Regions from separate parts of the Ovis aries genome. Here region 2 is linked to region 1. Evidence: chromatin contacts called from public Hi-C data. All regions are on one chromosome and are shown on one strand. Each heading gives the region's core, a stretch centred on a gene start, on an enhancer-like site or on the middle of the called end of the contact. The rest is flanking DNA. Distances are from core to core; before and after follow the strand shown. Region 1 overlaps ELN (elastin). Region 2 overlaps TMEM270 (transmembrane protein 270).

What was found. A called contact is a pair of places that touch in the nucleus more often than the background predicts.
Region 2: a contact with region 1 is called in a Hi-C map of liver, with 3 times the contacts expected there. The contact joins two enhancer-like sites. A contact is called at or near these places in 2 of 16 Hi-C or Micro-C datasets (liver and tail adipose tissue).

What each region holds. Positions count from the first base shown.
Region 1 is chr24:33,754,287-33,760,758 of ARS-UI_Ramb_v3.0, forward strand. ELN (elastin) reads right to left here. Exons shown (of 33, transcript XM_060405909.1): 5 at 5,314-5,349; 6 at 4,525-4,620; 7 at 4,219-4,281; 8 at 4,075-4,137; 9 at 3,333-3,380; 10 at 2,288-2,359; 11 at 2,035-2,064; 12 at 1,468-1,539. Among named protein-coding and RNA genes, the nearest start is that of ELN, 13 kb to the right of the region's middle. Within about 2 kb of position 3,970, at least 2 of the 54 cell types and tissues checked have an H3K27ac peak or open chromatin away from gene starts, as enhancers often do. A contact at or near this core is called in liver, where this site is marked.
Region 2 is chr24:33,892,413-33,898,423 of ARS-UI_Ramb_v3.0, forward strand. TMEM270 (transmembrane protein 270) reads right to left here. Exons shown (of 6, transcript XR_009598392.1): 3 at 1,244-1,380; 4 at 473-719. Among named protein-coding and RNA genes, the nearest start is that of TMEM270, 12 kb to the right of the region's middle. Within about 2 kb of position 3,684, at least 14 of the 54 cell types and tissues checked have an H3K27ac peak or open chromatin away from gene starts, as enhancers often do. A contact at or near this core is called in liver, where this site is marked.

The DNA.
Region 1 (6,472 bases), core at 2,720-5,219:
TGCCCCACAAGGGACCTTCTTTAGACTCAGACCAGGGTCTGGATATAGGGTGGGCTGGCTGGGTTTCTGGAGCCTGAGTTATTTGGCTGGCGGAGGGGTGAGGCTCTCCTTACCTGTCCCCGTTGGATACCCAGCCTTGCCTGCGGCACCAGCCACTCCTCCAGGCCCATAGCCTGTGACAGGAGAGGCTCAGTGGGCATCCATGCGATCTCATGGTGGCTGCCCCCTCCCCTGCCCTTCAAGGACCAGGCCACCCAGAGCCTCCACCTGTCACCCCCAGCCAGAGTTAAATACAAACATGTGTGGAATGGTTATTCCCATTTTACAGACGAAGAGACTGAGGTTCCGAGAAGAAAACCTGTTTTCTCAAGGCCTGGTGATAAGCGTGAGGGCCAGGATTGAGAACCAGGCTGTCCTGAGTCCCAGTTCCATGCCCCCCTCCTTAGGGGGCTCCCATTTTGAGACTGCACGCCCACCCTACCCCCCAGTTGGTATTCTCCTAGCCCTGGACTGGGGCCACAGCTCCCTGGCCGGAACCCTGCGGCTGGAAGGAGCCAGAAGCCCGCCAGTCTGAGAGGGCCTTACCATAGGGCAGTTTCCCAGTGCTGTAAGGCAGTCCATAGCCACCTGGGGAGATGGAGCGTGGGCTCAGTGGCTGCCCCCGGCGGCCCCACGCCTCACCGGGTCCCCGCTACCTGGGCAGACAGACCTAGTCCCCACACGCACTGAGGCCTGAGGCCTCCTTCCGTCCACCAGGGTCCTGAGCTGCTTCCAGAGGCTCTCAGGAGAGCCAAGGCCTTGGAGGAGGAGTGGGGAGAGGACGCCCGGCTCTAGGGCGCAAAGGGACGGCCATTCCTCTACCCGCCATGGCCCCCAAGTCTGAGGTCTTCCTTACTCTCTTCCCCAGCAAGAAATGGCTCATCATCGTGTGAGCTGGACAGGTGGAGTGGGCTGACATCAGAGGTTTCTTTCCAGTGAATGGTGTTTCTTACCATCAACACATATGGCTTCCCATCGGGGCTACGGGTCTCTGCGTGTGTATGTGTGTGTGGACACGGATGTCTATGTGTGTATGGGAGGCCAGCACCTGCAAGATGTTGGTCTCTCCCCGCTTTCTTTCTTTTTTAAAAAAAAATTTCTTTCTTTATTTGGTTTTGCAGCATCTCAGCTGAGGCATGGGGGGTTTTTAGCCGCAGCGTGCAGGCTCTAGTTCCCTGATCGGGGCTCGAACCCAGCCTTCTCCCTGCACTGGGAGTGTGGAGTCTCAGCCACTGGACCCATGAGGGAAGTTTGTTCCTCCCTGCTTTCTTTTGCTGTTGACCAGAAGTGGGCAAAATTACCCAGGTTTCCTGACTACCCTCTCCAGCCACCCCAAGATACAGGTGGGCAAACAAGTCCCCTCTCAAGCTGACCTCCCAGCAGGGAGGCCCAGTGAATGGAGTCTCTTGAATCCTCTGCCTGCCTTACCTGGCAGCTTCGGTGCCTTGATGGGGTATCCCAGCGGGACTCCAGGCTGCTGCCCTCCGAAAGGTCCAACTCCTGAGGGAACAAGGAGAGCAAGACAATCAGGCTCCAGCCACACGGGGCCAGGAGCCCCTGTGATGCCTCCAGCCTCCAGCTCCACTCTCTCCTCAGACTAGAATGAGCTCCCATGGCATCGGAATCCAGAAAGAGACTGAGGGCCTTCCTGCCTCTTTATGTCATCAGTCAGCTGAGCAACGCCCAGCAATGGGCCGCTTCCTCAAGGAAGCTGCAGGATGCTCCCCTTCCTGTGGCTTGGGCTACACTCGGAGCCTGCAGCCCTCTCACCATTTGGCACAGGCCGCTGCATTTTCTGGGCTCCTCTAGGCTGCCAGACAGGGGTTTGGGGCAGGGGAAACAGGCCTGTGACAGACACCACTTTGTGCCGAAGCCGGTCCAAGGCCTGGAGCAGTGGGAGTGCTCAGCTCCTCCCAGGGCAGGAGTCCCTGCCTGGCTGGCCACCCATGGGCCTGCCCACCCTCCCTGGTGTGGAGGGACCCAGCCTTGCCTTACCTGGGATTCCAGCAAAAGCTCCGCCCCCACCTGCAATGACAAGGAGCCATCACTGTGGCTTGGCCACCACGGGCCCAGGGCACCCCAGCTCCAGTGAGGGGAGTGCTGGCCCAAGCCGTGGCCAGTTCTGCCCAGACCTCCCAGCTCATCACAAACACATTGGGGATTTCTCACCACCCATCTGGGCCAGCTGAGCCCAAGTTCCCTGCCCCGCTCAACCCAGGACTGAGGGTAACCAGAGAGTCCCACATACCTGGGGCCTTGGGCTTGACTCCTGCTCCAGTGGGAACCCCGGGGAGTACCCCTATACCCGGGAACCGAGCTCCTGAGAGGACAAAGAGGAGGCTGGTGATGAGGGTGGGGAAGGTCCAACCTGGAAGGGCCAGCCTGGCACCGCACCCACCCTCCATGACACAGCTGGCCTCCTTCGATGTCAGCTACTGGCATGGCTCATGGGGTGGGTGGAGGGCCCCTCTGGTGGTGACTTCTCTGCCCTGTCTGCCCCAAGGTCAGAAGTTTTAATCCTATTTCCTAGCCCTTCTGTTGGCCTGTCTTTTAAACTGGAGTTAATTTCCCATTGCCCTGCCCAGCCTCATCAGAGAAGGCAGACAGACAAGGGAACAGGCTGCAGGTCGGGGAGGGCTGTGCCCTCGGCAGGGGGAGGGGCTCTCGCTGGATGCGATTCACACCCAAACACGAAGCCGGCATCTGCTCTGGCTGGGAGGTCTCCAGCGTTCAGTGCTGCCACTTCTCCTTTCTCCCCCACCGGGGCTGGGCCACCATGGCAGGGAGGGGCCGGGGGGGCCGAGGGGGACCCTCTGTCAGCCAATCCCACCCAGCCAGCCTGAGTCTGGGGTTTTGGGGGAATTCAGGAGGTCACATGTTGCATAGGGTAGCCAGGCCATGGCGGGGAAAGGAGGTTGAGAGGGCAACTCCAAGGGTCTCCTGCAGGGCGGATGTGCTGGGTGGGCCCCCCTGGTGACTCATGGCGTTTGAGAAACAGCTGGCCACCCCGGGGACTCGGTCTATCCCTGGAGACCCACCGCAGACTGTGATGTTGGTCTGGGTCTGGGTCTAGGCTTGGGGTTCTGGGGGGGCGGGGCTGGGAGGAGCTCTCTGGTCTTCCTAGGGGAAAGACAACCAGAGCTATCTTAGGTCTGTGGCCTGAGCTTTGATGCTTGGGGCAACAGTGCCCGTCAGGACTCCGGCGGCCACTGTTTGGGGGAGCTGGGGGCCCCCCGGGAGGATGCGAGGGGCTGCTCTCAAGTTAGGGTTCCCCTTTTCCTCTTTGCTCTCACCTGTGCCTGGGAGCACTCCACCTGGGTATACACCTGGGAGCCCCACACCTACGGCCAGAAGAAAACCGTGTGAGCAGCAGTCTTGCCTCCAGGAGCCTCTACTGGCCCCGCCCTCTACAGCAGCCCCAAGGCTCCCGAGCTAGCCCCCCAGGATCGCCCCTGGGGGAGAGCCGGGGACATGTGTGTGGCGTCTGCAGGCCCCCCTCCCACGAGTTCCGGGAGTCATCTGCAGATCCTTCCGTGCGTGGATTTGTCCTGTCTCCTGGAGCCTGTTTACACGGCCGGCCCAGCCCACCTCGGGGCTAACAGCTTCCAGATGTTCCCTCCCCGCTGTGCAGACTCAGGCTGTCTTCCGTTGAACCTGAAGTCACTTCCTTGAGGGCTTGGTGTGGAGGGATGGGCACCGGATGGGGCTTCACCCCAGCCCTGTCGGGACTGGGCGGGCCCTGCTGCACTGACTCCCTGCTCTGCGCCTCAGTGTCCCCATCGGTCACCCGAATGCCTGCCACAGAGCCTGTCTCTCACGTCTGCTCCAAGGTCCTGGAGGAAGGGCCTGGAAGGATAGCTGGAGTCCCTCACCCCTGTCTGGGACCTGGGATCACGCTCTGGGCCTGCCTCTGCCCCTTGACCCCTGCCCCGCTGCAGCCAGGCCCTGACCTTCCTGCCCTGGGGTGAGGGAGTTTGGGAGCTCTGGCCTCTCCCTGACCTCTGCCCTCCAGTCCCAGAGACTCCGTCCACTGACCTGGCACTTTCCCAGGCTTCGCTCCAACCCCAACTCCGGCTCCAAGCTGAGGCACCACCGCACCTGGAGGGGAAGGGGCCACATCAGAGGGGCTCCCCTCCTCCCACGACCTCCCCCCAGGCCACCCAGGTCTCGCCTCCATACCTGTAGACACTCCTAAGCCACCAACACCACCAATGCCGCCGACACCGCCGAGACCAGCAGCACCTGCAGAGGCGGAGGCGAGTCACACCAGGAGCCGCGAAAGGCAGGAGGCCGCTGGACTGAGGTCTAGCCTTGCCTATGCCTCACTTTGAGACTCGGACCTAGCTGGTTGCCTCCCATCACCCGCAGGAGACTGGAGCTGAGGATCCTGTTCACCGCTTCCCCAGCCCAGGAAAGGTTCTTTGCAAGGTGGAGAGCCCACAGAGGCCAGAGGGCTTATGGCACGTCCCAAAGGGTAATACTCACCGGCCTTGGCAGCAGCTTTATAGGCTGCAGCAGCGCCAGCCGGGCCACCGGGCACCAGAGCCCCTGGGAAGGCACCTGCGGGAAAAGCCCCGAGCCCTGCAGAGAGGAGGATGGGTGAGGTCCTTCCCCGAGCCCAGCCCAGCCCTGGCCCGCCCCGTCCAGGAGGTACATCTGAGGCTCTTCTGCTCCGTGCGAAGATGTGACTGTTGCTCCCAGAACTGGGTTCAAAGTCAGAGATGCAGTATGGCCCAGGATGCTCCGCTCAGCCTGACAAGCTACAGGGATCTTTTGGGGTCAGACTTCCACACCTCCCTCCTTCAGGAAGCCTTCCTGAAGCCCCGCTGAGTCGGGTGACTTCTTTGGGCTCCTGGGGCTGCTTCCTTCTAGCTCTTCTTGCGTGCTGCCTGCTAAGTTGCTGCAGTCGTGTCCGACTCTTTGGGACCCCATGGACTGTAGCTCACGGTAGCTCCTCTGTCCACGGGGTTCTCCAGGCAAGAATCCTGGAGTGGGTTGCCATGCCCTTCTCCAGGGGAATCTTCCCGACCCAGGAATCGAACCTGCCTCTCATTATGTCTCCTGCATTGGCAGGCGGGTTCTTCACTGCCAGGGCCACCTCGTCAGTGTAATAGCGCCAAGACCCAGCTGTCATTCCCGGGGCCCCAGGCAGGTGGTCTTAGCATTACCCCCTACACCAGTGCCCAGGACAGGCCTGGTCTGCACCCTTGTACCCCTGACTGCTTGTACCTCCGATGGCCCAGAGGGGCATCTTGCCTGGACGTTAACACTAACCTGCCCCAAGGCCAGCGCCAGCGAGCCCTCCGACACCTGTAGGGAAAAGAACACAGAGCTAGGTGAGGGGAGGCTGGTGTAGGTCATCGTTCTTGGGCCCAGGATGGGAAGGGACTCACGAAACCCGGCAATGCTGGGATCTGTGTGTGGTCACTCAGGTCTCTAAGCTGGACTCAAGTTTTCGGTACTTGGCGGCCAATCCTGGTAAGATAGTCACCACTGTTTAGTAACCAACTGCTTTGTGCCATGTGGATGCCACTGTGTTGATCCCAACCAGACCTTTCAGTTTCCTTAGAAGTCCCGCCAGCTAAAGGGGGACCCAGAAGGGCTTTCTCTCAGGGCTGGAGCTGAGCAGAAGCTGCCAGCAAGGCCAGGCCAAGCCCTGCCCTGCTCCCACGTCAGCCCCACCCCAGGCCTTTCTTCGGCTTCCTTGCAGGAGTCCCCTGGCTCAGCCCACACCCTCTCCCTTGTATCTGGAGCCCTTTTTGTCATCCATCTAGCCTGCCCTGCAGTCTGGGAGCCTCCTTGCCTGCAGACAGATGCTAAAATGTTTATAAAAAGCCAAATGGGTCCCTCTGGCTCTCTCCTTCCCACATCTGGGCTCGATCTCTGCTGTTCTCCCTCCAGGAGACATTCCACGGCTTTGGCCAGGACCGATGGGCAATCAGGTTGGAGTTCACAACCGTGCCGGCTTTGCTTCCAATTATGTGAGAATCTCTCCCACAAGCGCCAGTCCTGGTCACCAGGGTCCCAAGCTCAGGGGCAGCCTCTCTGGGGACCAACCCCAAACAAGCAGGACAGCTGAGCCCCGGAGAGTTCACCTGCCTTTCTCTGGGTGTGGTCCCCTGGCCTCACTTCCTACTTATGTGAGCTGGCCCGTCTGAAAGCCAGCCAGGCCCTCTGTGAGATGGGCCTCTGCCTCCGGCCCATCTCCCTTCCGGGCAGGTGTGGTGTGGTCTGGCTGGGCCTGGGGTTTGCCTGGGTTCACTTCCCAGTGCTGCCGGCCCCACCCCACCCCAACTCTGTCGGGGGTGTTTCTCTCCAGCCTGGCCTATTTCCTGAGGTCCAGCAGGGCAGCAGACACCCTCTGGCCTTTCCTGACCGCAGAGGGGAGAGGAGGAGAGGATGGGGACCGGCCAGCAAGCGAGAAGAGGCTGGG
Region 2 (6,011 bases), core at 2,434-4,933, 140 kb after region 1:
CAGCCAAGGAAAGAGACAGACTTGTCCTCTGTGCCCCCAACCAGCTTTATGGGCCTCTGTCTGTCTTTTGCTTCATCTCCCCTCTCAGGTCCACAGCCTTGCTCCATCCCCATCCAGACCTCTCTTGGGGAAGCTTCTGATTTCAATGGCTCAATAAGCTAGTCCACAAGTGGGCTTTGATAGCTGACTACAGCTCGACCTGTCCTCACTGTGGTCCCCAGGCTCATAGCATCAACATTACCTGGAGACTTGTTAGAAATACAAATGACTGGGCCCCACCCCAAATCTATGAAATCAACAGCCTGTTGTTTTTTTTTAAATAAGTCCCATAGGCCTACACTGCCCACTCAAGCTTGAGCACCGCTGACTTCAGAGTGTGACCTTGCTTAAGTCCACAAATGTTGATAGAAATGATACGTAATCAGATGAATGAACAAGGGAGTGGAGTGAGTTTCAAGAGGCCTGGTCTTACCTCCAGGCTTGAGTAGAATGGTTCCTTTTGGCCCAGCTGGTGTCCGAGAGAACTGCAGACTGGAAGAAGAGAGGACCGAGTGGCTGGACTCCCTCTGAGATGGAGCGGGCTCTGAAACAACATTACCTGCAGAAAGCCCATCCAGAGGCCCTGGGGCCTGGGACTTGGGAGATGCAAAGGGGAGCCAGAATTGACAGGAAGAAGGGGTCCAGCAGGTCCATGGGACTCAGCATCAGGAACCTAGGACCTGGAAACCAAGCAGGAGAGCAGAGCTGGGAACATCCAATGGCAGGCAAGAAGGTCCTCAGTATACAGCTGGGGTCCAAGTCTCTCATGCCAAGGAAGAATTGATAAGAGGGGCCCTGGGAGCAAAGTTGAACCTCTGTTATTAGAACTAAGACACCAGGTTGGACACTGAACTTGGCTCCTTCTGAAATGCCCTAACTGAGGTCAGGTCCGGCCCCAGAGTTTGTGGCAGAGTTGAGCCTGCCCGTGGAGTCTAGGGACTCCAGCTGTCAGGACAGGACAGGGAGATACTTGGTAAGAACCCGGTACCTTCTGATCCCTAGTAACTTGTCCCCAAATCTGGTCTTGGAGACGGATATCTGCTGAAGTTGGGATTGCCCTTTTCAGAACTTCACACCAACTGGATGAGTGAAATCCTCCCAGCTTCCCAACTGCCTGGGTCTTGCCCAAACTTGGTCACAGTTGACCGAATCATGACTCATATTTTCAGAATAAATTAGCGAGACAAACAAGGTATGTCCCTACCTCCTTCTTCTGTCCACCTGCCAGCTCTTCTCCATTCAGCACCAAGGAAGAGCAGCTGATTCATGTGACCAGATCACCACTTGCTTGACACCAGAGAACCTCCATGGCCAGCTTCCTCCAACGTTGACCTCTTCCCACTTAACATGAAAACAGAAGCATCCTTAGCCACAGCCACCATCTCTGCTGGGTCCCTTCTCCAGGGGATCTTCCTGACCCAAGGATTGAACCTGGGTCTCCAGCATGGCAGGCAGATTCCTTACTGTCTGAACCACCAGAGAAAACCAAGAAGCCCAGAGATATCCTCAAAATCTGCACGGCCAAGAGTATGTCCCGCTTGTCCTAGGAAAGATTTCATGGAGAAAAAAGGCACTAATATCAAATAAGCGTGGGAAACACTGCATACTGGTGTATGCGTGTACTCGCTTAGTCATGTCCGACTCTTTGTGACTTCATGGACTGTAGCCTGCCAGGCACCTCTGTTCATGGAACTTTCCAGGCAAGAATACTGGAATGGGTTGCCATTTCCTCCTCCAGGGGATCTTCCCAACCCAGGAATCAAACCACATCTCTTGCATCTCCTGCACTGACAGGTGAATTCTTTACCACTGAGCCACCTGGGAAGCCCCTTCTTAATAGATCAAAATAGACAAAGGTTCTGAGAAGTCCCATGAAAGAGAAGTCTGTCTGACTTGTCAAATCCAGTGTCTCTCCAGCTTATTGGGTCCAGAATCCTTTTTTCTCTCCCAAAAGAACATTCTGTGAAGCATCACTTGGGAACCACCCAAAATGCAAAGCGACATTTCCCACTGCTATCTTGACACAGAGGAACTTCTTTCTGGAATTCCTGGGAGGAAAAGCAGACGCTGAGGATGGGGAGAGGGAGGGCTTCTTATTAAAAGACCCCAAGACAGAGAGAGCAGGGACCCTGGAAATCTGCAGGGGCAGGTGGTGTGGCACTGGGACCTTGCAGTGGCAGGAGGCTCTAGGGTCGCCCCCCCCCCCAGCTACTAGCTGAACCCCAGCTTCCCCATCTGTAACTGGGGCATTTTTGAGATCTAAATAACATACTGCATGGGCATCCCTGTCTCCACCTCCAGAAGGCCCCACCTCCAGAGCCACCGACCCCAGAAAAGAGGTCAAAGAACAGAAGCCGCAGTTGGAGGGGGCAAGCTTAGCTGAGAGGGGAGGTCGGCCATCAGCTGCATCAGAAGAGAAAACCACGGCTAATCTGGAAAAGCCAGCCTGCAAGGGAGTGACCGCATCTCCCAGCATCCTCTGGGGCAGGTACAGTCTCATCGTTTGGCTGGACACGAATCAAAGACCAACCCACCTGCCTCCCTGTCCTGCCCAGCAGAGCCCCCTGCTCTGTCTCCTCCTTGTTCCTCTGCATCCTCCAGTGCCTGAGATGACCTCCCAACCCCCACCTGTGAGCTTCTGAGGCTCCTGTCTTCTTAGGGGCAGAGGCAAGGAAAATCCTGCTATAGCTCCCTCCCTCCCGCCTAGACTTTTGGCTGCCTTCTGAAACTGGACAATACAGGGAAATGTTTGCACCCAAACAACTCCGCTGCTTCAGGAACTGCCTGACCCTGCCCAGGAAAGCGAAATTCTCCAGCTCCACCCTGCGGCCCCCTTGGTCTGGGGATCAGAAACCAGCAGAGAGGTTATTACCAGAGCAAAGGGGGTCACGGGCATCCCCAAGGTGGCCAGAGGAGAGTTCAGGGGTCACCTCCCTCTAAGGACTGGAGTTTTTTCCTTCCTGCCCAAATCAGAAAGGGAGCTCTGGGGTGGGATGGGGGCGGCGGGTGGGAGAGAGGCTGGAGGGGACAGGGGTATATGCATACATATAGCTGATTCACATGGTTGTCCAGCAGAAACTTACACAACCTTGTAAGTATACTCTAATAAAAAGAAAATAGAAAAAAATAAAGTCAAATAAAGAACAGAAAAAAAGAAAGGGACCTCTGTCCCCGACTGCAGGATACACAAAAGCCAGATTGTCAATATTTATCTGGACAGCCCAGGCTCTGGATTAATCTGGCCTAAAGATAATACAAATAGCACTTTGATGTGACTTGAGAAATGTATTAATTCATTCAACAAGCATGTGCTTATTGGGTTCTGGGCCAAGCCCCAGGCTGGGCACTGGGGATCTGGGGTAGATCACCCCCGACTCTGCCCTGGAGAGGCCCACCGTCTAGGAAGAGAGAGAGAGGGTGAGGGCCCCCGGAATGCAGTAAGATGGCAGGTGGGGGCCTGCTCTGTCCCAGCTGAAATTCCTCCTGAGAAAAGCCAGAATGGTGTCAGCTCAAATAAGGGCTAGGGAGGGCCACAAGCTCCCGTGGCCGTGGCCACCAGCTCAGGAAGCCAAGGGGTCAGGGCAGTGTGTGAAAACAGAGGTCGATGTCCGCAGTGTCTGATAAAAGACTGGAGGCACCTCCCCTCCAGAAAGCCCTTCCCATCCGGTCTGATTCTCCCCTTGCCCTGAGGTGTGGAACACCAGGTACCAGTCAACAAAACGTGCAAACAACAAGGAGATAAAGCAGACTGCAATCTCCTGTGTGGCTGGCGCAGACGCCTCTGCACGGGACACTGCCATGGGGTGACCCCTGCCGCAGGGGAGTAGGGATTCCTGCCCACAGACCTGCAGGGGCTCATCAGTTTCCTGTTTCCAGCAGCCAGGGGTGGGGCAAAAAGGAGATGTCAGTGACCTCAGGCTCCCACCTACACACCCCCCAATCCCTCATGGGGGGCCTGCCCTGCCATGCAGCCTGCCTTTGAGGGAAGGAGGCACGAAGATGGAGGGGCTGGCCGCCTGCCGGGGACAGCTCAGGTCAAGACAGCCAGTCTGCCTGTCGCAGCCCCTCACGCCCACCTCCCCCTCGGGCCAGAGATTGTGTGTTTTTGCTTTCTTGGGAGGGGGGAGGGGTGCGGCTCAGAGCCCTGAGTGATGAGTTAAGTGACAATGAATTTGCGCCACATGGAGCCCTGGGCTTAAGGGGAAAGTGTTTTGGTGAAATGCAGCTGGGATTTCATCAGCCCCTACCCCCCAGACAGTACAGAAATAGTCCGGGCCAGGCCGGCTCTGACCCACAGGCCTGGCCCAATTTCACCGCCCCCTGTCCTGGAGAGAGGCTCCGAGTGGCCTCTTTCCCTGAATCTGGGTTTCGTAATCTCGCCTTGTTGTTTTGGTCGCTTGTTTGTGGACTGGCCTGGTTTGTCTTGTCTGGAGGATTTGCTCCCTCATAAATTCCCTGCCACTTGGCCCTGCAGAGAGAGGGAGGGGGTGAAGCAGGAAGACCCTCCCTCTCTGTTGGGGACCAGGCCCACATGGGCCAGAGACGGTCACAGCCGGGGGACTGATCACAGGGCGCCCTGTGACCTGGGGAGTGTGGGTGGACTGGGGACCCTGGACACAAGGGTGAGAGGTTGGCTTCACTCCAGCAAGAACTGGAGGGGCCTCGTCAACCTCTCAAGCCCAACCCCATTCCTCGGAGGGGAAAACTGAGGCCAGAAGCAGGAAGCGAGTGAGCCAAAGTGCCAGAAGCTGTTAACAGCATCATCAGGGTTTACTCCATGTACCCGGCACCAACCCCCCAAGAGTGTGGGTGGATTGCGAGTGTGGTCAAAGCCCTTCATCCCAAACCTCAGCTCAGAGGAAGGAAACAGAGGGAGCTGGGCCCCTGGGGGCAGAACAAGGAGGCGAGCAGGTCCCCCAGCACCCTGAGCATCTGTATCTCCTTCCCCCCAGATGTGAATGGTGAGAGCCGCTCCTCCAGGGCTGGGAGCAGCTCCCAGGGGAGAGAGACGCAACTGCACTGAGGCCAGGGGCTATTGGGATAGGGGGCAAGACAGGGACACCCCCAGGTGAGACGATGGAGACAGAGCCGCAGCATCACCCAGACCAGCCGCTGGGGGCAGCCGACCAGACAGAACAGAGTCGCAGATGGGACTGACTCCTGGACCAGGGCTGAACTCTGCCATCCTGGGGGTCAAGGTGAGGGCCCTGAGTGGTTGAGGCTACAGGATCACAGCTGTCTGAGGCCACTTTGAGAACCAATCTCCTATCCTGAGCGCCGAGGCTGAGACAGATCCAGTCCTGGGGACCAGGGTGGGCACAGAACACGTGGTCAGGGCATTGGAAACTTGACAAGCAGCGGCAGAAGGGCCCTGGTTTCTGGGATTCCCCTCGGGGTCCAGTGGCTAAGGGATTGCTCTCCCAAAGCAGGAGGCCAGGGTTTGATCCCTGGTCAGGGAACTGGATCCCACATGCCGCAACTAGGGTTTACATGCCTCACCTAAAAAGCTTGCATGTCTCAACTAAGACCTGGCACAGTCAAATAAAGAAAAAAAAAAGGGACCTGGGTTCAGGCTGACCTGGGCTTTCCCCCAAGTTAACATAAGGGATGCCAAGGGCAGCATCCCAGGGTTTGGCGAGGAGGGGCCAGGAAGGGATACTGGAAGTCCACCTTGTAAGCAGAGGAAAGCTGGATCGGCCAGGGGTCCAGCAGCCTGAGCCCACCTCCCTTTCTTCCCATGTGCTCAGCCTGTCCAGAGGCAGAGGAGCTGCCGTCCGGGCTCAACCAGCAGCTTGCTCCCCAGATCACAGGATGGGACTCGCATGGGTCCTTCCTTCCTTCCTCACTCTCCCCACGCAGAGTCTGGCCAGAAGACCTCAAACGCACACAGGAAGCATGGTCTGGGCACGCCGACCCCCACCGCTGCCCCTTGCCCCGTGGACCCAGCGTGTCCAAAATCCCTGCCGCGTCCC